4 separate regions of the Mus musculus genome follow, and regions 1, 2 and 3 are each linked to region 4. A link is a contact called in public HiChIP or PLAC-seq data. All regions are on one chromosome and are shown on one strand. Each heading gives the region's core, a stretch centred on a gene start, on an enhancer-like site or on the middle of the called end of the contact. The rest is flanking DNA. Distances are from core to core; before and after follow the strand shown.

Region 1 (5,580 bases), core at 1,358-3,857, 530 kb before region 4:
AGCTCCGGCCCCCAGACTTCTGGGTTCCATGTGGAACTCATTATCCAGTTTTGTGTTCCAGGCTGCTCTTTAATATACATTCTTCTCGGTTTGGACCCTCCCCACCCTTCTCTGCCAGTGGGAAGAGGCTCTTGTGACACCAAGCAGGGGAGTGCGGCTCGGCTCTGGCTCTGTGGCTTGGTTTGCAGAACTCCACGCCCTGGGAGCCCAGTCCCCAGGTCTTTGTCTGCCACTTTGCTCATGTGACAGTTGACCAGGGAAGGCAGGTGTAGAGTTCATGTCACAACAAGGAGAGGCATGGTTGAGAGCTGCTCATCTTCTGTCATGCCTGGCCTCTCCTGCTCGCTCGCGAAGCTCCTGGCATTGGTTTGTGCTTTCACAGAGGAAGGCAGACACTGGTCTTTGGGACACAGAATTAGGGATTAGGGTGGAAGGACTCCCTCTGAAGATCAGATTTAGGACTAAAGCCATCTTGATTGTAGTGGTGACACAGATACTTTGCTAAGAGCTCAGTACAGTTTGGGATGAAAGCCCTCCTTCGTACCTTTTCCACAAAATGGGGGCGGGTAGGATAAGAAGGGTTAAATGTGGTTTTGCTACTGAAGCCAGGAAGAGAAGCCAGGCCAGGGAGGGATTGGGGGGTGGGTAGGAAGGGCTGAGACAGCGGGAACAGGGAACAGCATGAGCCCCACTGCTCACGTTCCACCACTGGCTCACCCACCCGCCTCTGCTTCTTGGTTAGGAAGTAGGGGAGGGAGAAGCAGAAGAAATGGTTTTTGCTGTTGTTTTGTCTGGGAAGTTGAATGGCAACCACACAGCCCGAGGGACTACAGGGAAAGGAAGCCATGTCCTAGGTTCCCTCCCCTAGATGCATCCTGGGTCCTCACCACACTGGAGTCACCCTCACAGAAATAAGAACTCTCCCAGAACCCAGCGCAGTGGCAGTGGCACGTGCCTTTGATTCCAGCACTCTGGGGGCAGAGGCAGGCAGATCTTTGAGTTCGAGGCTGGCCTGGTGTACAAAATGAGTTCTAGGACAGCCAGAAGTTCATAGAGAAACTCTGTCTTGAAAAAACAAAGCGCCAGGCGCACGCCTTTAATCCCAGCACTCGGGAGGCAGAGGCAGGTGGATTTCTGAGTTCAAGGCCAGCCTGGTCTACAATGTGAGTTCCAGGACAGCCAGAGCTATACAGAGAAACCCTGCCTCGAAAAACCAAAAAAAGAAAAAAACAAAAAAACAAAAAAACAAACCCCCCCCCCACCACCAACAACAACAACAAAAAAAAAAACAAAAAAAAACAAAAAAAGCAGCAGCAACAACAAAATCTCTTAAGAGTCCCAACTCAAGCCCACTGCCTGGACCTGCAGGAACTGCAAGCTAATCAGCAATGGACAGGGGAAAGCACATGGCAAAAGGGGAAGGAACATGGCAGAAGGGGATGCCAGGGCCAGTAAGGCTTAGGCTAGGGTTACAGGAGAGGATTAGACAGCTGATCGGGAGTCTTTGATGGAGGCTGGAGACCCCGGGACATGGAACCAGGGGACCAGGTTACTGTATTGGGAGATCATCTAGTCAGGGCCCACCCAGAACTGGCTAGACAGGCATGCAGTGGCTGAGGAGGGGGTAGCTTTGCTGTTCTTGCTCACACCGTTTAAGATGGAACCAGGATGGAGACCCTGCATTAACAACCCTCTGACCCCGTTCCTCTTTTCAGGCCCTTCTCGAAGCCACAAAAATCTGGAACCTGGTGTCCTGGCCATGTGCTGAATGCACGCACAGCACAGCTCTGGTATCTGTTTTAAATTATCCATTAAAATAAGTACAGTCCTGGAAAAAAATAAGTACAGTCTTGGATTTGGTTGGGTGGAGTGAGCTGAAGAAAGGGGCTGAAACGAGGGATTTCAGCAGCCCCTTTTTCCAGCTGTCTAGGTCCAAATGAAAGGGGAGGGGGGAGTGGGCGGGGCCAACTTCTGGCTTCTATTCTTGGCCTTCTCTTGGGGACTGAGGCTTATTTCTTAGATCTAAAACCCAATGTTTGGTTTTAAAGCCAAAAATATAAGGGAAGTGCATAGGTTTGGGTTTTGTTTTTTGTTTTTTCCCGAGGTCCTTGATCTTTGCCCCCAAATTTGAGGGCATAAAGTAATCCCTCAGTTACCTAAAAACACAGCCATTCCTTTGCCATTCCACTCTCCTGGATTGGCCGCTTCTGTGCGCGGGGGAGAGGTGACTCACTATTACTACTGAGGAAAGGGGAGCCAGTGGTGGAAGTGGGGTGAGTCACTGATGGGCAGCAGCTTCAGCCCTCCCCCCAACTTCCTTGGCTCTCTGGGGATGCCTGATCCTCTCCCTCACTTTGCACCTACTTCCCCTGGTCCCTCACCACTACCCTTTGCCCACCCACTCAAATTCTTTGGCTCTGCTCTTTACTCCAGAAGGCCAAAGGCAAGCTTAGAGTTGAGTAGGCAGGAACCAACATTGTGAAGCCCCAGGCCAGAAAGGGGTGTTCTGCAGAGTGAGGGTTGGCATGCTGGCTCCTCCTCACCATACCTGCCCCCGCCCCTTTGGGTACAGGATGGCTCCTTTAAGAGCAGTGGATCCACCCCCTGTAGAGGAGGGCCTATTAGAGCCTCTGCCTGGCTGTCAGTGACTCAGTGTTCGCGGGAACGCTGCCTCAGCCTCAACACCAGCCAACCCAGATCCCGAGGTGCGCCAGCGCCCAGCCCAGATCTCCACGCCTGCCAGGAGCGAGCTTCGCCGGCTCGCTGTCCCCCTGAGCAGCCTCTGTCCTTCTGTCCAAGTCCCGCGCCCTTCTCGGGACCCCTGCCCAGCGGGCAGCACTGTCACCCTGCCGGCCATGGAGACCCCGTCACAGCGGCGCGCCACCCGCAGTGGGGCGCAGGCCAGCTCTACCCCACTGTCGCCCACTCGGATCACCCGGCTGCAGGAGAAGGAGGACCTGCAGGAGCTCAATGACCGCCTGGCCGTGTACATCGATCGCGTGCGTTCCCTGGAGACCGAGAACGCGGGGCTGCGCCTTCGCATCACTGAGTCTGAAGAGGTGGTCAGCCGAGAGGTGTCCGGCATCAAGGCGGCCTACGAGGCCGAGCTGGGGGATGCCCGCAAGACCCTTGATTCTGTGGCCAAGGAGCGCGCCCGCCTCCAGCTAGAGCTGAGCAAAGTGCGTGAGGAGTTCAAGGAGCTGAAGGCTCGGTGAGTGAGGCCCGGCCGGCCGGCACCAGGGAGGCAGCAGTCGCCTGTAACTGGCCATCTAGTCCCCTCCCTCCCCGGAACTGCCTCCCGCGGGTGACTGGCAGTGCCAAGGGTAATAGACATGATAGGACATAGAAGGGAGGGGGTCTCTGTGAGAGGGTGGGGGATATAAAGAGTGGTGGGGGCATTGAGACCAAGTAGCGTTGGTGACAGGGCCTATGCTGTCAAGGTGGGATTTTTCAGTCATTTGGAGCTTGGGGGATGGGCTTGAGGAAGGTAGAACAGGCTCTACCAGGTCTTGGAACTCCCGAACGCCGCCCGGGACACATCAGAATGGGTGAAAGGGTTTTATTAGAACTTTCTTGGTAGGTTTGGCACTTTGCCAATCTTGCCCAACGTGGCTCTGAACACATGATGTCCACTAAGACATAGCGCCCACACTGACATTTGTCCAGTGGTACTGTAATGGAGTTACCAAGGCTGCATAGCCCCTTTCTCCCATGGCTGTGTAAGCACGGCCTTCTCCTGGTTCTTTCTAGGAGCTGAGAATGTCTGGAGCTTTTCCTAGACTCTCAGGCCCACCAGAAGCACACCAGGAGATCTGCTCCCCCGCAGCTCCCACAGCCCTTGGCCTCCCTGGTCGAGGAATGCAAGGGAGGGTGGGGAGGGAGACCGGGCACAGAAGCTAATGGCTCTGGAAATTCTGTTATGCCTGAGTCGGGGACACCCCAGTCTGGGCCCTCTCTGTTTGGTGACTTAAGGGTTTTGGAAGCTCTGTCCTTTCCTTGCTCAGCCAGCGAGCCACTTTCATTTTTCTAGTCAAGCCAGACTTTACTCTGGCCCATCCTCTGAACTGTTGATGTCTTGATCTTACTAAACCTCTGGAATACAATGACATTTTTGAAATCCAGCCGTTAGGGAGCCTCAGGCCACTCCCATTGCACCCATCCCTACCCCACCCTACCCCACCCTACTTGGCTCCACCTACTTTCTAAAAAGGCTTTCCAAAGCCTGGAAGTTTGGGCTCTTGCTCCCTGTACTTCCATTTCGCTCTGTGTCTGTGGTCTTTTCTTCTATGTTGTAGACCCAAGACAAAGAGCTTTGGACATTGGACGTGCGCACTGATACCTAAGGGGCTGGTAGCTTTGACTTCTCTTCCTCTTTTTCCTTTTTGCATTATCTTCTGACAAAACCCACTGTGTATCTGTGGTTGGTCATTCTATTCCTTACCAGATTCCAGCCCTAGGTGGTGAGTATGGCAAGCCCATTGCCTCAAGTGTGAGCAGAGGTCATGTGCACAGATGGGTCCAGCTTTTCTTTCTGCTAACAGGAATTAGCTGCCTTTTCATCCATCCACTAGGGATATGAACACCTTATCAAGAAATACATGAGGCAAGTTAGAGGAGTCCCAGTGAGTTAACTAGTTAGTGATCTAAACTAGTTAAGTCAGCCACCAAAGCTCTTGCAGATCCTGGTGTAGAACTTGTATAGTAGATGTGGGGACAGGGACAGTGGAATCTATAGCTTCTTGTTCATCTAGCCATGCCAGTCTCCTGCCCCCAGTGCAGCTGTCCAGCCTGGGACACCAGGTGGTGTGTACACACGTTGGGTAGGGGCTGGGTGATGTGTGGACTTTTTAAATTTAGCCACCTGCCTCTATTCTCCACTGATGGTAACTGAGGAGGCTGGGCTTCCGGGAAGGGGGTGGGTATACACACCTAGGTCCCTGCTGGTGGGGTGGAGCAGAGGCTAAGTGCCTGACCTTCTGTGTCCATCATAGAAGACCACGGCTGCTACCCCTTTCTATAGCTGTTGAGCTCAGACTGAGGTGGAGAAATGCCCTGGAAGTCTGGGGAGGATGAAAGGCATTGTCCAGTAGCCCCTCCCACCAGGGGCCGGGTAGGGAAAAGTGACCAGTTTAATGTTTAATTGGAGCTCAGAGTTCAGGGTCAGGCTTGGAGTTAGACAGAACTGTGAGACCCTGTGACAATCTGTGGCATAGCTCAAGTTGGGTCTCTCAACTGCACCCACAGGCCTCTGCTTTTCAAGGTGGATTGTAAGTTACAAGGAGGAGGTGGAGAAGAGGGGGGACAAAGCCAGGCAGTGGTGGTGCATGCCTTTAATCCCAGCACTTGGGAGGCAGAGGCAGGTGAATTTCTGAGTTCGAGGCCAGCCTGGTCTACAGAGTGAGTTCCAGGGTACACAGAGAAACCCTGTCTGGGGGGGGGGGAAGAGGGGGGAGGAGACAAAACAACTCTCTCCTTCCCTCTTTCCTCCTCTTCTCAGGAGGTTTAGACATCTAAGCTGGGAGAAGGGGACAGTTGGAAGCGAGGGAAGGCTCACCGCAGGCTTAGGGCTGGGCAAGCCTT
Region 2 (4,890 bases), core at 976-3,475, 650 kb before region 4:
TCGTAGGTATCGGGGAAGACCACGTTCCTCAAATAATCTCATTTCCAGTGGGCCCCTCGACTTCCCAGCACAGTATAAAAAGAAAGGAGACAGCTGGTGCGCTGGGGGGGGGGGGGGAGATCCAGGGTTCGTGGCTAGGAACCAACTCCCCCACTTCAGTAACCACAGCTTTCCGGAGGTGTCCCTCCCCTTCCGACCAGCTCAAACTGACAACCTCCCTCCTTCCCCTGGTCTCTCTACCCTCTCAGAACCACTCACTGGTCTCTGGGAAACCAGTCAGATTCCCTGATCCCTTCTCCATAGCATAGTCAAAAGATAAAAAAGCCAGGAGTCTGGATTTCCAGTTACTGTGTTATGGAAAAAGAAAAAAAGAAAAACAGGGGATGAGATGCCAGGTGTCTGGATTGGAGAAAGGCCCCCTGAGGATGTCTTCGTACAGCCCCACAGGTCTGCCTCTCCTGCCCCCCCCCCCCCAGTGGCTTTCCTTTTTAGGGTGGAACCAAATTTCCGTGCTTTCAAAAAGTTCCCCCCACCCACCCTGGCTTTACTCCAGGGTCTCGCTCAAACGGTTGAAAAAATAAACAGACTCTGGGAGCTGGGGCCTGGCCTGTCGCTAGGGTTTGTTAAGAGCCTGTCTGCCACCCCACAATTCACACTCAGTCACCTCACCCTGGAGCTGCTCAGAGCCCTGCTAGCTTTCTTCCGGTGAGCAGACTCCCATCCCGAAACCCTACAAAAAGCCTCAAACTGAGCTTCCCGCCCCCGAGGCTCTCCACCCCTACCGACCTTCTCCCAGTGTAGCAGTAAAGCAAGTAGCTAAAGCCTGGAACCTTGGAGGAAGGGAGAGGGCAGCTTTCCATTCGCAGAGTGGCTTTCCAGCCTGAAAATGATCTGCTTGGTTGGCTGGCTGCGGGAGGGTCATTACGCTCTCGCTAAGGACAGGGATTAAGATTAAAGCCCTTCCTGCCTTTGCTTTCCGAGAGAGCCTTATAATGTGAGTGTCCTGAGGTACAGGGAGGCGCCGTCCGCCTGAACCAGGCCCCCCTGGCTTCACTTATTCATCTACAAGTCCTCCTCGGCTTCACCACTTCCTGTGAGCTGAGGTGAGGAAAGTCATGGCATTTGGGAGGGCGTCTGAATACAAAGACAGGAATAAAGGACACTTGTAAAGGCGTGCTGGAGAGGTCGTATTGCAGAGTGTGCTGATAATTACACAGCCAGACTCCAGATGACAGGTGAAGGGCCCCCAAGCCGAGGCGATAATCGAAATATGGCTGAGGGGAGTGGGGGAACTGGGTTAACCGAGGCGGCTGGAGAACCAGGAGCCTGGAAGCTGATGAAACAGATAAGGGTGGGAACTACTCTGGGTCCTGGCACCGAGACGCTCAGGATGTGAGAAGGCATCCCAGCGACACAAAGGCAGCTTGCTTCACCTGATGGATCGGTTTGGCCTGGCGGAGAAAATGGGCGGCCGCTTGCTGTCTTGACCCCTAGCCACCCGCCTACCCCAGGCAAGAACTGAATCACAGCTGGAAAGTCCATCCGCAAGAAGAGGAGGAGCTGACTTTTGTCTTGGAGGGGCGGGAAGGTGGGGGAGGGAGCTTGGAAAACACCCCCTCCGGCCCCCTCCACCCGCTGGTGGGGACAAAGGGGGAACGACCGAGCCGGCGCTAGCGGGCACGGCCGCAAGCAACCCCCGGAACTGGGGTGCGGAAAGGGGTGCCCAAGAGCGTCGTCCCTAGGAACCCGACACGCTCGCCCCTCTTTCCCGCTCGATCCCTTACCGGAGCAACTTTCTTCCGAGCGGCCCAAAACACTCGGTCCCGCCGAACCACTGGTAACCCAGCTCAGCTCTCCTAGATCCCCGCACAGAAGCTGCGCGGGTGCTGGAGACGCGGGTCACGTTGCGGTCCTCCAGCCCCCTCCTCACGCGCTCGCAGCCCCACCCACCCCGTCCGGCCGCTGCGCGCGGACTCGGGCGCCCCAGAGCGGGCGGGGGGACGCGGGACGCGGGGCGGAGGCCCAGAGGTCGGCAGGGCGCCCGGTCGCAGAGCCAGCCCACCTTGGTTGCCTGCTCCTTGCTCCGGTCGATCCGCGCGCGAGTGAGGGATTCGATCCGAGACATAATCCAGCGTGAGCCGCGGGAGGACGCGGCGGCCCCGGGTGTCCAGCAACGGCGGGGGAGGGGTCCGGCCGCACGCGTCGGCCTCGGGGACAGGAAGTCTGAGTCCCCTCGCCCCTGCACCCAGCACCAGTTCCTCAAACCCTAGTCTCCTCCCCCACCCGAGCTCAGGAAGGGGAGAGGCGGAGCGGAGGCAGGGCGGGGTACCCGCGCACCGGACGGGACGCCGGGGTTAGTATCGCTGCAGTCTGCTGGACAGGGGTCCTTGGGACAGGTTCGAGGATCCCTTTTCCCTTTAGCGCTTAGGAACACTCTCTGACCTCAGCGACCTCCCTTAGCTCGGCTGTCCTTGAAAAACACCGGCGCCCATTCCGGGTAACTTCACTCTTTAAAGACCCTAAGGGGATTCTATCACCTTATCGGTAACTGGGAGACCTAGCCATAAGGGCTCACTCATCAAACAGGCTTGAGTACACAGACCGCTTTTACAATGTTGGACTGGTATGACAAGAGGGAGGGGGCAATGAAAGGGGAACTAGAAGCTTCATCGTTAACAGGCTTCACTCCCCCAAAAGAGTGAAGAAGGGGACTCCTTTCCAAAAGCTAGGAGTCCACAAGAGAGGGTTTTCCCCTCACCCCCCCCCACCCCCCGCCCAGCTTCTCACCCCTCTGGGCCTTGTGGACCACACTCTGACCATCCTTCTCAGCCCCACCTCTGCCAATTACTTTGGCAGTGAAGGTGAGAAGGCTCCACCTTTCCTGAGGCTAGCTGAGGAAATCCTTCCTTGTGTCCTGACACCAGTTTTCTCTGCCACAGGAGACTATAGAAACAACTTGGCCCTGTCTGGAAACGTTTGAGCTTGCTGAGGAGTGTGGGTGGGTTTTCATTTCTCTGGACCCTTTGAGTCAACCTGAGTTTCCTGCCACTGGGGAAATTCTCCAGTCTGCTCCGTTTCCACCTATCAAGGTCTCCGATTTCTCTGTAAAAACCTGAGCACCCTGGGGCAAAGTTTTGTAAAAATTTAGGGTACTACCTAATCTAGTCCCAAAAGTGTGTGGTAATGAGGGAGGGAGATGGCTAGGCGTGGTGTTGCACAGAGGCAGGGAGATTTCTGAGTTCAAGGCCAGCCTGGTCTACAGAGTGAGTTCCAGGACAGCCAGGGCTACACAGAGAAACCCTGTCTCAAAACACCGAAAAAAAAAAGAAAGAAAGAAAAAAGAAAGAGGGAGGGAGATGAGGCCCAGCCACTGTCACCAGCTTCTGCTCTGTTCTTCTCGGTAGCGGGGCAGGGAGGGTGGTGTTAGGGCTGCAGGTTTCCAGCCCAGCCCTGCACTCCTAGAGTGCCAATTTTAGCCTCAGTCTCTAATTTGGGCTCGGCTGCCTCATCCACCCGCTGTGCTGGTTGGGCTCCTCAGCTCCTCACCCCGGCTCTGCTCCCCTCCCACTCTGCTCCTCTGACCTATCTCCTGCCTAGGAACTCCCTCACCTTTTGTGCCCATTCTCCTGTTCAGGGTCCTTATATAGTAAAGGCCAGGGAAAAAGAAACAATGTCCAGTTCAGGCTGGCCAGATGAGGCAGAAAGGACTTTCCCAGACCAATTCTGTTTTCTCTGAAGGAATCCTAGGAAGGCCTCAGGACCTGCCATGTTCCTATTGGCTCTGAGCCTCCAGACTTGCCCCGCTTGAGTGACCAGCCAAAGCTGAGAAATGTACTAACAATCAGCTAGAGGTCAGAATGAGCTGCCTGGTTTGGGGGGGGGGGGGGCAGAGACCTCAATTTTCTCTAAGGCCTGAACTAGAAATTGTTATAAGCCAAACTCTTGAGTAACTAGTAAATCTAGGTTTCCCCCAGACTCTTTTGAGGGTCTGGTCAGTACGTAAAGCCCATGTGGAAGGTCTATGGAAGAAGAGGGTGACCTCCTCCTCTAGCCTTTTACTGTGTTTCCCCAGCCTCAGCTCGCTGTCTGCTCCACCTGCTCACCTCTCCCTTGTCTGCCCTGCAAAACCAAACCTTTAAAACTGTATTGAGTGCTCTATGTCTTCAGCTTGACTCCATTTCTGTTCTCTGGAGCCTCTGGAACAATGAACATTCTCCTTTCTTCTGGGGGTCTTCCCTTTCCCCAAACCCCTTCATTCTAGCCCCCACCCCCGTAATCCTACCAGTGACATCTTTGAGAAATTGTTTTTAATATATAAAAAAAATTTAAAAACCTCTGCCAGTATCTAAAAGTAGCCAGTACTTTCTTTGGCTCATTCAACTTGAAAAGGGGGGGTGGGGGGAGGTACCATTGCCATAGACAACTAGAGGGGAAGGGTCTGGTTTCCAAAGGGCCATCGGAGGAACCAAGAGTGTTCCTAGCTGTCTAGATCCAGGCACACAACAGTCCACAAATCAGCCTTCTTCTCATTAACTTGAGCCTTGAACTTGACTTGGGAATGTCTAAGGTGTACATGACCACAGTGGCTTCCTAGCAAGAGCTGTGAAGAAAGGCTTTGGGGTTTACTGAGAGAGACACCCGCCACTTAACATGATTGCTACACCTCTAAGTAGCCCAGCCTCTAGGTTATCTTGTCTGTGAAATGGTGATTAATGTATCACCATCCCTTATCTCTGCCGGAGCTATTCTAAGAAGTACAAGATGAGCACTAGGAGTTTGGCCACCTATAGGATGTCAGTCAAGCAGGGAGAACCAAGCTCCCTCCTCCTCTCCATCCCTAGCAGTGTGCAGCACTGGTACCCAAGCTGGGAACAGGGAGAAAGGGAACAT
Region 3 (5,489 bases), core at 1,849-4,348, 560 kb before region 4:
TCACATGTCCACAGGCTCTCTCCATCTCACTTTAGCCCAGCGCACAGACTGTACATTAGTACACACCCACACCTTTGCCCCACTCTCACAGGCAGAATCCCTGAGTTCCTCAGGCACATCTCAGTGCTGCGTGCCCTTCCTCATGTACCCATCCAAAGCCATAAGGCTGCTCCTGTAACTGCCCCAATTGCAGGCCTCTGGTGAGCTTGCTTGTTCTTTCTCCTCCTTCCTCCATTCCCAAAGTGTCTTTTCTAACCCTAATGAATTGGTGGGACTCAGTGGGTTAGGAATGTACCTAACATATAGTAGGAAGGAAAAATGTAACCCCCATTTCTTTTCAGACCTGTTGGCAGATAAGAAGTCCTACTTGTTGCCAAGCCCACAGCCTTGCTGCTTTAATATCTGGATGGTGGCTTGGTTCCTGAGGCTTGGAGGATAGAAGAACAATACTTTCTGCCACCTCTGTTTATTATGTGCCACCCCGATGGGCACCTAGGTTCTGGCTCCTAAGTTTTGAATCCAAAAACTAACTTCATAGGGAGTTAGGTGTCTTTGGGAGATCTGGAGTTTGGAAGGACAAACCCAAGGGAGAAAGCCTGAGGCCGGGCTGTACAGAACGTATCAGCCTCAGCATCTTGGGTTCTGCAACCCTGAAGAAGCTTCCGTAGAAGTAGAGGTCAAAGTCAGAGAGGGAGCAGCAGCACGAGGGAGGTGAAAGGACTTCCATCTGCTTACAGAATGGGGAAGGGAGAACTTCTGTTCTCTGACAATATTCTACTAGGACAAGCTCTACTTTTATGATGGTTAGACACATTTGTGAAGGAAGCAGAAGAGTAAAGGACCCCATTAAATCCTGGTGCCTTCCACGACCTCACCCAAGTAAAGTTATTAATATCCCCACCCAACACCAGGCTCTGAATCTCCAGGGTTTGACAAGGAGGGGAAATCCAACTTTCTAAACCAGAAACCCCCAAGAGATTGAGGGAGGGGGCGCTGTGCAGGGGAGGGGCAAGTTCCCCTCCTCCACTCCAAATCCTCCAGCCCCAACACTGGGATGGATGAAGTGGAATATGTGGTAGGGGCCCCAGCCTGCCTCCCCTCCACTGCCAGGAACTGGCCTTCTTCTTTACTCCCGCGGAATGCAGCCCCTCCATTGTTCCCCACCGTGGGACAGCTCCTCCCCCCACTCCACCTCCCAGCCCAGCCCCTTTGCCATATCCAAATCCCGCCCCCCCCCCACAAGAAGCTAGGAGGGGAAGGGTCCCTAAGATCCAGGTTGTTCAATTTGGGTCCTTACCAACACTCCCACCCATCCAGGGATGCTGGGCTGGGAGGGTGTGGTAACATACTCCATTGGCTTAATTCAACACCCCTCCCAGCACACCCAGACACGCACCCCCCCCCCATATTCCAAGTGGAGGTTTCTGTCCTGTCCCCCTTCACCGACATGCCCTTCCTGGCCTGTCCCATGAATTCACTCAGAGACTTCTCTGCAGACCCCTAGCTCCAGGCCGTGGCCAGCCCAGAACAAAAGCAAGACGGAGGAGGAGAGGCCCACGCCAAGACTGGTACTTCCTCAGAAATTCCCCTCCCCAAACACAGGGGCCCTCCAACTTCGGTGTGTAAGCGACCAAGGGACCCCTCTTTGCCAAGGGCTCCCTCATCACCTCTCCCCAGACTGGGACCCTCCCCTGGGCCACACCCCCTTTCATTCCTACACTCAGCCCAACAAAGAGGCAGCTCTTCAGTCGGGCTTCGTGGACTAGGTCTCCCTCAGAGTCCCCAACTCCAACAGCAGAAGGTCCCAGGAGTGCCCCCTCCCCAGTATACAAGCAGAAACTAGAGTAGGGGCTCCCAAGTAATTGCACATTCCGTCAGTCCTTCCAGCCAGGAGCCGACACCCCCTCCGCACAGACCCTGGGATTGGGAGGCAGCTCCCCCTCCCCTTTCCTCTCCCAGTTCCAGGATATTTCTTTGTCTACGGGCGGAGCCCCAGGGGAGGAAGGGTCCCGAGAGTCGTCCCGACTAGGGGTAGCAGGGAACTTTGTGGCACTTGGAATCTGGGCAGGGGGCGGGGCCCCCTTTGTCGGGAAGGGACAGAGCCAGAGGCGCGCAAAGAAGGAAGCGATGAACTTTCCGTGCCGGGGACAGCAAGCCCCCACTCCAACCCTCGCAGTGTCCAGACGCCCGCTTACCTTGCCTGCCCACGATCTCGGCCACGTGCTCGGAGGTGGGCACGGGAACGCACTCCGTGGTGTTGCTGCTGCCCTTCAGTCGCAGCTCGGCCTCTTTGTAGAGCGCGCAGAGCTTGGCGTCGTTCGCCCCTTTGGGGGCGGTGGGGGGCTGGGGCGTCTGCGCCGCGGGGGCCGCGCTCGGGGCGGCCGGGGCCGCCGCGGGCGGCGGCGGCGGGGCCGGCTGCGGGGGGGCGGCCGGCTGCGCGGGGGCGCCGCCCCCCCCACCTCCCCCGTCCTCGCCCGCCGTGGGGGCGGGGGGCTCCCCCAAACCCAGGAGGCAGAGTTGATCAAGAGCCAGCTGAAGGGCGCGCTCGTCTTCCAGCAGCCCTCGGTCCTTAGCGCTTCCCCCGAAACATCCTAGTTCTCCAAAGCCCCCATTTCTTTCCATTATTCCAGATACCACTAGACTAGGCATGGCGAAACAAAAGCTGGGGGAGAGAGGGAGAGAGAGAGGTGGTGGAAGGGAGAAGAGGAGAGAGGAGGGGAGGGGAGAGGAGAGGAGGGGGTGTGTGGGGAGGGGGAACAAAGAGCTGGGGAGGGGGGAAGAAAGCGAGATAGAAAGATAGACCCACCCCTAAGCCCCCCTCCCCAAGCACCCTGTAACCTGACTCCCCTCGCCCCAGCCCCCGGGTGGGGGTGGGGGAAAAGAAGCAAAACCAAGAAAGCAGATCTCCTCTCGCTCCGGGGTGACGGGGTGGGGTGGGGGGCTGCGGGCCCTAGCCCCCACCCCTCCGCCTCGGACCCAGAGTCTCTACCCTCCGCCGAGCAGACGCCCCCTTAGGTTCCCGCACCGAGCCCCAGTCCCGGAGCGTCGCTCAGTGGCCCCCAATAGAGCCCAGCCCCTTCCAGCGCTCAAACTCTTTTGTTTTAAATGAACTGGATGGAGCAGCATGGAACTGACGGGAGGGGGGCGCGCCGGGGGCGCCCGGGGCATGCCGGGAGTTGTAGTTTCCCGCCCTCGGGCGCGGGGAGGAATTCCTCAACCCGGGCAAGAAGGGGATTGCGCCCCTCGGGCTCTGCCCACTGGTCACGGGAAAAGCCTCGGGTGGGTTGGGAGTTGTGGTCCGAGAAATTTTAGGAGCTGGCAGTATGCGGGAAGGGAGCGGGTGTGGAAAGGCGTTTCTCCTCTGCCCGCGGGTCCCGGGCCTCTTTCTTATGGTAATGAGGGCCGGGGCGGAGCGGCCTCGTGGCTGCAGTGCCCTCCCTCCTCCCGCGCGCGATCGCGGAGTCCACGGGCTCGGGCCTCTGGGAGAGAGCTGGTGGAGCAGACAAAGCCCGCGGCCGCTACAGTGGGAGGAGCAGGTCTCTGCGCTGTGTGGGGGCCAGGAAGGGGCGTTCGGTTGGGGGTGGGACCCCCGGTAGAGGATGTGGTTCCCTCTCTTCTCGGAGGTAGCAAGCCCTTCCCCCTCCCCCAGCCCCCCAGTTCCGGGATCTCAGAGGCCACGACTGGGAGGTGAGTTAGTTCGTGCCCCCGTGGTCCGTGCAGTGACCCGGGGAGGATGAGGAGGCGTGGAGGGAGAGGATGGGGGTGGGGGCTGATCCGGGAAGCCAGAAGGGTCCTAGAGGCTTCGTATGGCTTAATTTGGAGCCTTGAACCTTGAGTAACAGGAGTGAGATTGGGGGCCCCTGAGAACCCAGGTTTTTTATTTTTACTTTTTTAGACCTGAGCCTCGAATATAGTGGAGGAAATCTTTTGTCCCTTAGGACGGTCATTTCGCTGTTTCCTTTGCCTCCTTTATAAACCAGTAATTCAGCCCTTTTAACCCTAGAAATATGGCGAAAGAGATCATAAATAAGCTTTTAAGATTTGACTGTTAAGAGGGGAGTTAGAGTGTACTGCATTCTTTTCTCTTTCTTTCTTTTTTACTTCCCCCCTACTCTGTATCTTCTGGTTTTTGTTTTTGTTTTTCTTTCAAGAGAGGGATGGGATCTAAAGGTCTTGTGGTCAGGCTCAAGGAGTCACCTCCCCAAGTTGGATCACAGTAGATGGGTATGCTGGGTGGGTAGGAGTCCCGCCCCTGCCCGAGGGGTTTCCTTTGGGAAATCTGAGCTAGTCTAGAGGAAAAGTTTTGCATGAAGGTAGGGCAGTAGATTGACAATGGGGATGTCAGGAGGCACAGTGAGGCCAAAGGCCAGGAGGGCTGAGCTCAGGCCCGGTCCTTATAAGCTGATTTTTGGAAAGTGCGTTTGCACAGCATTTGGGAAGGCTGGAGTCTGAGCTGAGTGGTCGGTGGGTATGAGAGTTGTGGCTCTCCCCCTTCGGTATAGATGGTGAAGGAGAACTTTGAGCTGAGGGACCTGGCTAGCTAGAGTAGGGGAGGAGGTGCCCCACATGGAGGACTTTATGGGAGTGGATGCTCTCGCCTTCCAGCAGGAGTGGAGGAAGGCTTCTGACTCCTGTTCACCTCTCTCCCAGGAACCTGGACTTGGGCGCTGGGAGTTTCTTTGGAGAAAGTTTCTACTGGAGACCAGGTGACGGTGGGGCTAACAGCTGTTTGCAGCTTTCCTGTCCTCACTGAAACCAGATTCCCCCCAGAGTTTGCCCCATCTCTGATTTCCTCCTCACTAAACCAATTAAGGCAGGAGGTTAATGACCAAAAAAGCCTTGGGGATTTGATCGGGGAGGAAAACAAAGGGCAGAATCTATGAGTGGAGAGAGGATGCTGCTGAAAGGGAAAGGGACAGACTGAAGGTGGAGCGGGCAGGGTGGCACCCCACTGGAATCTCCCCCCACCCCCCCACCCCACCCCATACAACAAAGATACACCAGTCCTCAGGGGATCTTAGCACCCCCCACTCAAAGTCACACTGAGACTCCAGACCTCCTCCAAGGCAGAAGAGAGCCCATGTGAGCCTAGCTCTTGGAGGGCAAGGTGTGTGTGAAGGACTCAGGTGTACCCACAGAACAGGCGTGTGCTGAGATGATGGATGCACGGTTGCTGTGGGGGCGAGGGAACGGCTCTTGTTCCTGAGGCTCAGGCCTCCTTTGTTCAGGCTAATGCCACTCCGTCTGGGCTGCTGTGCACATGGGCCCAGCTCTGCTTCCCTTCCCTGGTGTCCCTGCACACCTAGGGCTAAGGACAGATGCCTGATAAGCCACTCCCTCCATTCTGCCAAAGAGTGTGGAGGGTGTGTTTTGGTCCCCTTGGGACTCTGAGGATGTCTGTCTGTCTCTCTATCTGTACATCTCTGCCTCTGCGTGTGTGTCTCTTCGTTCCTGTCTCTCTCTTCCTTGCCCTCTCCTACCCTCCTCTC
Region 4 (5,336 bases), core at 157-2,656:
GGCTGTTTTCTCAGCTGTTGGTCACATCTGTGCAATATGAGGGGGAGGGTGCCCCAGGCCTTTGGAATGCGCTTCAGGGAGCTGAGAAGCCTTGACACAGAGAGGGGCTGGTGGTCTGCGGTGGCTCACACTGCCTTCCTTCACTATGGTTGCTAGGAACCTTCTGGTGGGGAGAGAGCATGTGTTGGGCACCTTCTGATTGACAACTGCATAGTGAAGGGCACAGGGAGTCACCCTAGAGAGGGGTTGCCATTCAAAGAGTGAGGAGCAGCTACAGTGGGTATTGGCCTGCGGGCCTTTCAAGGGGGCTGTGCTAGGAGGTCTCAGAATTCCATCCATCCTGCCTGTCTGGACAGGGAAGTCTAGGACTTGTGCTTGCTCTGAGCAAGGACTCCTGAATACAGTTGTCCTTGCCCCCACCCCTTTCCTGAAGGTCTCTTGCCATCCTAAGTACCTCCTAGGGCTTGGTTTTACCAGGGACAGGGTGGGCGTGTTGGTGACCCTCCTCACCTGGAACTTTTCAGTGGCCTGCAGCCGGTCCTGCCAGCGGCCTTCCAATCTCTGTTCCAGCGCCTCTCTGCGCTCCTGGAGGCTGTCGCGATCAGCCTGCAGCTGCTGCACCTCTAAGCGACTCTCCCGAGCGCCCCGCACGGCTTGGCCCAGACGCTCGCGGGCCTGGCCCAGCGAGCTCTCCATGTGAGCCACGCGCTCCTGGTAGTCACGCACCGCCCCGCGCCACACTTCGCCTAGGCGCCTGGCCAGCTCCTCGACTTCAGGGGCCCGGATGGGGGATGCGTGGGCCGGCGCGGGGGGTCGGCGCGGCGTACAGGCGGCCTGGGCGTTCAGGTGCGCGCGCTCCTCCTCGTGCGACGCTCGCAGAGCCTCTAACTCGCGCTCCAGCTCGGCAGCCTGGGTGCTCAGCCAGCCCCGCGCATTCTTCTCCGCCTCGAGCGCGCGCCGGCTGCAGGCCGCCTCCTCGATGGTCCGCTCCCGGGCGAGCCGCACCTGCTGGCACCGGCCCGCCACGCTCTCCAGCTCTTCGGCAAGGTTGTCGCGCTGCACCTCAGCCTCGTGCTTCTCCCGCCAGCGCTGATCGACGAGGACCCGCAGGGCTGCCAGCTCGTCGTCGGCTCGGGCTCGCCAGGAGGCGTCCCCGGACTGCGCCCGGAGTCCCCCAAGCTCGGCACTGAGCAGCTGGTTCTGCTCCTCCAGCGTCTTGACCCGGGTCAGGTAGGCCTCCAGGCGTCGATTGAGCTCCCACATCTGAAAAGATTCTTCCCCGACGCAACCCTCCATGTCGCTGGTCTGGCCCCCCGAGGGCAAGCGGACGTGGAGCACTAGAGAAGGGAGTGGCCCTTGGAGCTTTTAAGGGGGAGAAAGGGAGTAGCGGCGACAGTGACCCAGCGGAAGCGGAGGATTCCAGCAGCGAGCTGAAGCGAGGGTATTCATACTCCCGCCGGCCGGGCGGAAAAGGGGCGGTCCCTAGGCCTTAACCCTTTAGAGTTCAGTGCAACACACAGCCCGGGTCCCTGCATCATCCCAGCTCAGCAGAGAAGAATCAAATTGTAGCCTCGCCCTGGCGGGGATCCCGTCCGGTGCGGGTGATTTTCCGAAAGAGGCTTGAGATACAGCCAGACAGCCCAGAACACCCTAAGATGCACAGAACTGGGCCCCAGGACCTCCTTTCTCTACACTCTTACTCAAATCCTCTAGGACTCAGCTCCTCATTTATAAAATGGCTTGGTGTTGGAAACCTCGTGAACTGTTGGAAAAACGGACGGTGCAGTGTTTTGTGTATAACAGTAAATACTCACCCCCAAGAGAGGCAACATTGCGAAGAAACACTGCCCGAAGAAAGAGGAGCCCACTGGTACTGAGGGAAGTCTGCCAGTGCTCCGGAGGCTGAAGTAGGATTGACACCAGCCTGGGTAGTAAACACCACCACCACCCCTTTTCTTCAGATGGTTGGTATGGCTATGTAGATCAGGCAGGTCTCAGGGACGCTCCTGCCATAGCTTCCCCAGTGCTGGGATTAAATGCCTGTGCCAGTACCCCTGCCCAGTTAATGTTAGCAGACACAATGCCCAGTTCGTACCCGCAGAGGGACGTCCTACCCTACCCTACCCCGCACCAGGAAAAGGAGACTAGCAAGGGAAAGTTTTTCTCCTTTGAAGTTCGATCCCTCTTGTCATTTAGTGAAGAAGTTACGCGGCTCTCAAGAGAGCCCCCTGGTGGCTAAGCATGAAGTTTGGCGAAGAAAGAAATGAAGCTGTAGATTTTCTACAAGGGACCAATATTTCAGGCTCAAATATTTGAATGCTTGCTCCCCAGGTGGAGGACCTGTTTAAAAAGATTGGGGCCGGGCAGTGGTGGCACATGTCTTTAATCCCAGCACTTGGGAGGCAAAGGCAGGCGGATTTCTGAGTTCGAGACCAGCCTGGTCTACAGAGTGAGTTCCAGGACAGCCAGAGCTACACAGAGAAACCCTGTCTCAAAAATCCAAAAAAAAAAAAAAAAAAAAAAAAAGGATTGGGAGGAATGGCCTTGTTGGAGGAGGTGTGTCACTGGGGGCAGGCTTGTGCTTGTACATTGAGACCTGAGCTCTCAGCTGCTGTTCCAGTGCCATAACCGCCTGCCTGTTGCCATGCTCCCTACTGTGATGTTCAGGACCCGCATAGTGAGCTGAGGAGAGACTGGTTCCCACATGGCATACTGTGGCATGGTGCACCTGTACACACACACACACACACACACACCAATAATAAGAAGAACAATAATAAATCTAAATTCTTTAAAATAGCTGTTTGAGTCAATGACATGAGTTTCATCAAACTTTGTTCAGTGAGGCCAGTTTAATCCCTTTAACCCCAGCACGCAAGAGAAAGAATAAAGCCAATCTCTGAGTTTGAGGCCAGCCTCTACATAGCAAATGAGTTCTGGGCCACCCAGGATTACATAGTCAGATCCTGCCTTAAAAGAAAAAAAAAATAGGGGGCTGGAAAGACTGCTCAGTAATTAAGAGCACTGACTACCCTTCCAGAGGTCCTCAGTTCAATTCCAAGCAACTACACGGTGGCTCACAACCATCTGCAATGAGATCTGATGCCCTCTTCTGGTGTGTCTGAAGACAGCTACAGTGTACTTATATATAATAAATAAATAAATCGTTCAGTGAATTTTGACTTGGGATTAGGACAAAATTTCCAAAAATGTCTGAAATGGTCCTAAACATACTTCTATGGGCAGAATCGTTCATACAGATTGGCATTCTCAGCACTGATGGTTACGAAATCAGGATATCTGGGCTGGAGAGACAGACGCTCAGTAGTCAAAAGCACTTGCTGCTCTTCCAGAGGACTCAAGTACCATTCCCAGCACCCACATGCAGCTCCAGGGACATCAAAGCCTCTGACCTCTGCATGCATCCACACACAGATATACACGCCCATGCACACACACACACACACACACACACACAAATAACAATAAACTATTTTTTTAAATTAAAGTATGGATCAATTCTGAAAATGTTGAAGGTGTTCCATCATGGACCTGAAGTACCAAATGTTCAGGCAAGATTCAGCTCTACATAAGCATAAACAAGCAGGCCAGGCAGTGGTGGCGCATGCCTTTAATCCCAGCACTTGGGAGGCAGAGGCAGGTGGAGGCAGGTGGATCTCTGAGTTCGAGGCCAGCCTGGTCTACAAAGTGAGTTCCAGGACAGCCAGGGCTACACAGAGAAACCTGTCTCGAAAAAACAATAAGCAAGCAATCCTTCCCATTCGCAGGGAAATCTCCTTTCATCTTTTTTTTTTTTTTTAGCTTACACAAAGCAATTCATTAACAGAAAATAATTTGAGAAGTCCTGTTCACAGATGACAACCATGATGACCCTCTTCCTTCCAGTGCTGTCAGAGGGGATGGGGATGACAACTTCTATCTGCCCAATCCTCATCCCAGAGCTCTGAGGGCTGACTGGGCTCCAGGTCCTGGGGTCTTGGTCCTGTTTCCTCCTGTGGCCCGGAGTTTGATACACAGGGTGGTGATGCCCAGCCCCTTGCACCTCTGGGCAACATCCTGGGCAGCCAACATGGCTGCATACGGAGAGGACTCATCTCAGGCAGCCTTTACCTTCATCCTGCCAGTCACACGGCAGACGGTTTCCTTGCCAGAAAGATCAGTAACATGGACAAGGGTGTCACTGAAGGACGCAAAGGTCTGACAGGCAACAAATACATTCTCTCCTTCAGTCACCTGAGGTCCAAGGCTGGTGACCTGTTCTTCCCTCTTTTCCTTCCCCTCGTGAGGTGCCACTTCTGAACGTTCTCCCCAGACTCCCCCACCCCTTCTTTTATCTTTTAAAAATGGAAAAATCATCTGTATACCAGAGATTTGCTCTAACATAAATGTCTTTATGATTATCAGTATTTGGCTTGTATGCCTGTTACATACTTGCTACTGTGGATCATGCAAATGTTCCTCGGGCACTGAGGTCTCCAGTGGAAAGAGGATAAGTGGCCCTTCTCTGTCCTTCTCAGCAGAGTTCCTTGAGCACTGATCGTGTTCTAGAGAGACTGCGGTGCCTTGCACAGGGCTGTGGCTCTGAATTCGCCCCTTCCATCTCAATAGCCCTGAATAAGTTAGTGATGTCAAATGTTTGACTGGAGCACACAGGTGAAAGCATGTCTTACTAAAGCAAACACGTGAGAGGCTGTTTTCCTGAAGCAGACACAGGTGAGAGGATGTTTGGATATAGCAAACACATGAGAGGACTCTTGATGAAGGAGTATAAATATGACCCCACAGGCAATAAGAGACGAGCACTGAGTTTTGTTTGCTCCACCTTGATATTCTTCGCTAAAGGCACACATGTATTGATTCATCATATATAGTGTTGTTGGGCTCACCTTGTGATAATGCTGCCACCGAGAGAAACTCACCCAAGCACTGCTCTCAAGGTTCCCGAGGCAGCTTGCTGCTTCTGCAGCCTCACCTCAGGCAGGCTGGTAAGCCTGGCAGTTTCTTCAGGATTGAACTACAGCTGCCTGGTGTCTGCTTGCTGAGAGAACTGGACTGTAGCTGCTGGTTCATGCATGGTGTCTGCCTGCCTAGAGGACTGGTCTGCAGCTGCTGAGTCGTATTTGGTGTTTGCTATGGGAATGAACTGCTGTCAAAGCAAATCGAGCTTGTTCCCAAAGAACTATTGCTGAACAGGTCCACTTCCACCATAGCCTAATAACTTTTCTCTTCTACTACCTTTGCTGGGTGGTAGGGATAGAACCCTTATTAAAAGTAGGTTGCAAAAAATTTATACCTACAGGGAACCCTCTCTCAAC

What was found. HiChIP or PLAC-seq counts read pairs in DNA pulled down with a chosen protein or histone mark.
Region 1: a contact with region 4 is called in an HNF4G HiChIP or PLAC-seq map of pancreatic cancer cells. The contact joins the promoter of Lmna here to the promoter of Nes in region 4. A contact is called at or near these places in 1 of 484 Hi-C or Micro-C datasets (myocytes) and 1 of 115 datasets of contacts at active chromatin or transcription factors (pancreatic cancer cells).
Region 2: a FOXA1 HiChIP or PLAC-seq map of pancreatic cancer cells shows a contact between it and region 4. The contact joins the promoter of Arhgef2 here to the promoter of Nes in region 4. A contact is called at or near these places in 1 of 484 Hi-C or Micro-C datasets (myocytes) and 1 of 115 datasets of contacts at active chromatin or transcription factors (pancreatic cancer cells).
Region 3: a contact with region 4 is called in an H3K4me3 HiChIP or PLAC-seq map of embryonic stem cells, with 7 times the contacts expected there. The contact joins the promoter of Mex3a here to the promoter of Nes in region 4. A contact is called at or near these places in 3 of 115 datasets of contacts at active chromatin or transcription factors (embryonic stem cells, microglia and pancreatic cancer cells).

Annotation. Positions count from the first base shown.
Region 1 is chr3:88,500,379-88,505,958 of GRCm38.p6, reverse strand. It overlaps Lmna (lamin A), which reads left to right and starts at 2,607. Exons shown (of 12, transcript NM_001002011.3): 1 at 2,607-3,211. The coding sequence starts at 2,856.
Region 2 is chr3:88,618,494-88,623,383 of GRCm38.p6, reverse strand. Arhgef2 (rho/rac guanine nucleotide exchange factor (GEF) 2) reads right to left here and starts at 2,225. Exons shown (of 22, transcript NM_008487.4): 1 at 2,063-2,225. The coding sequence starts at 2,125. Gm20652 (a long non-coding RNA gene) reads left to right here and starts at 2,279. Exons shown (of 2, transcript XR_375820.2): 1 at 2,279-2,353.
Region 3 is chr3:88,529,555-88,535,043 of GRCm38.p6, reverse strand. Mex3a (mex3 RNA binding family member A) reads right to left here and starts at 3,098. Exons shown (of 2, transcript NM_001029890.3): 1 at 2,196-3,098. The coding sequence starts at 2,649. Gm38618 (a long non-coding RNA gene) reads left to right here and starts at 3,164. Exons shown (of 2, transcript XR_867447.3): 1 at 3,164-3,687; 2 at 4,651-5,489.
Region 4 is chr3:87,967,163-87,972,498 of GRCm38.p6, reverse strand. It overlaps Nes (nestin), which reads right to left and starts at 1,406. Exons shown (of 4, transcript NM_016701.3): 1 at 511-1,406. The coding sequence starts at 1,296. It also overlaps the pseudogene Gm3745.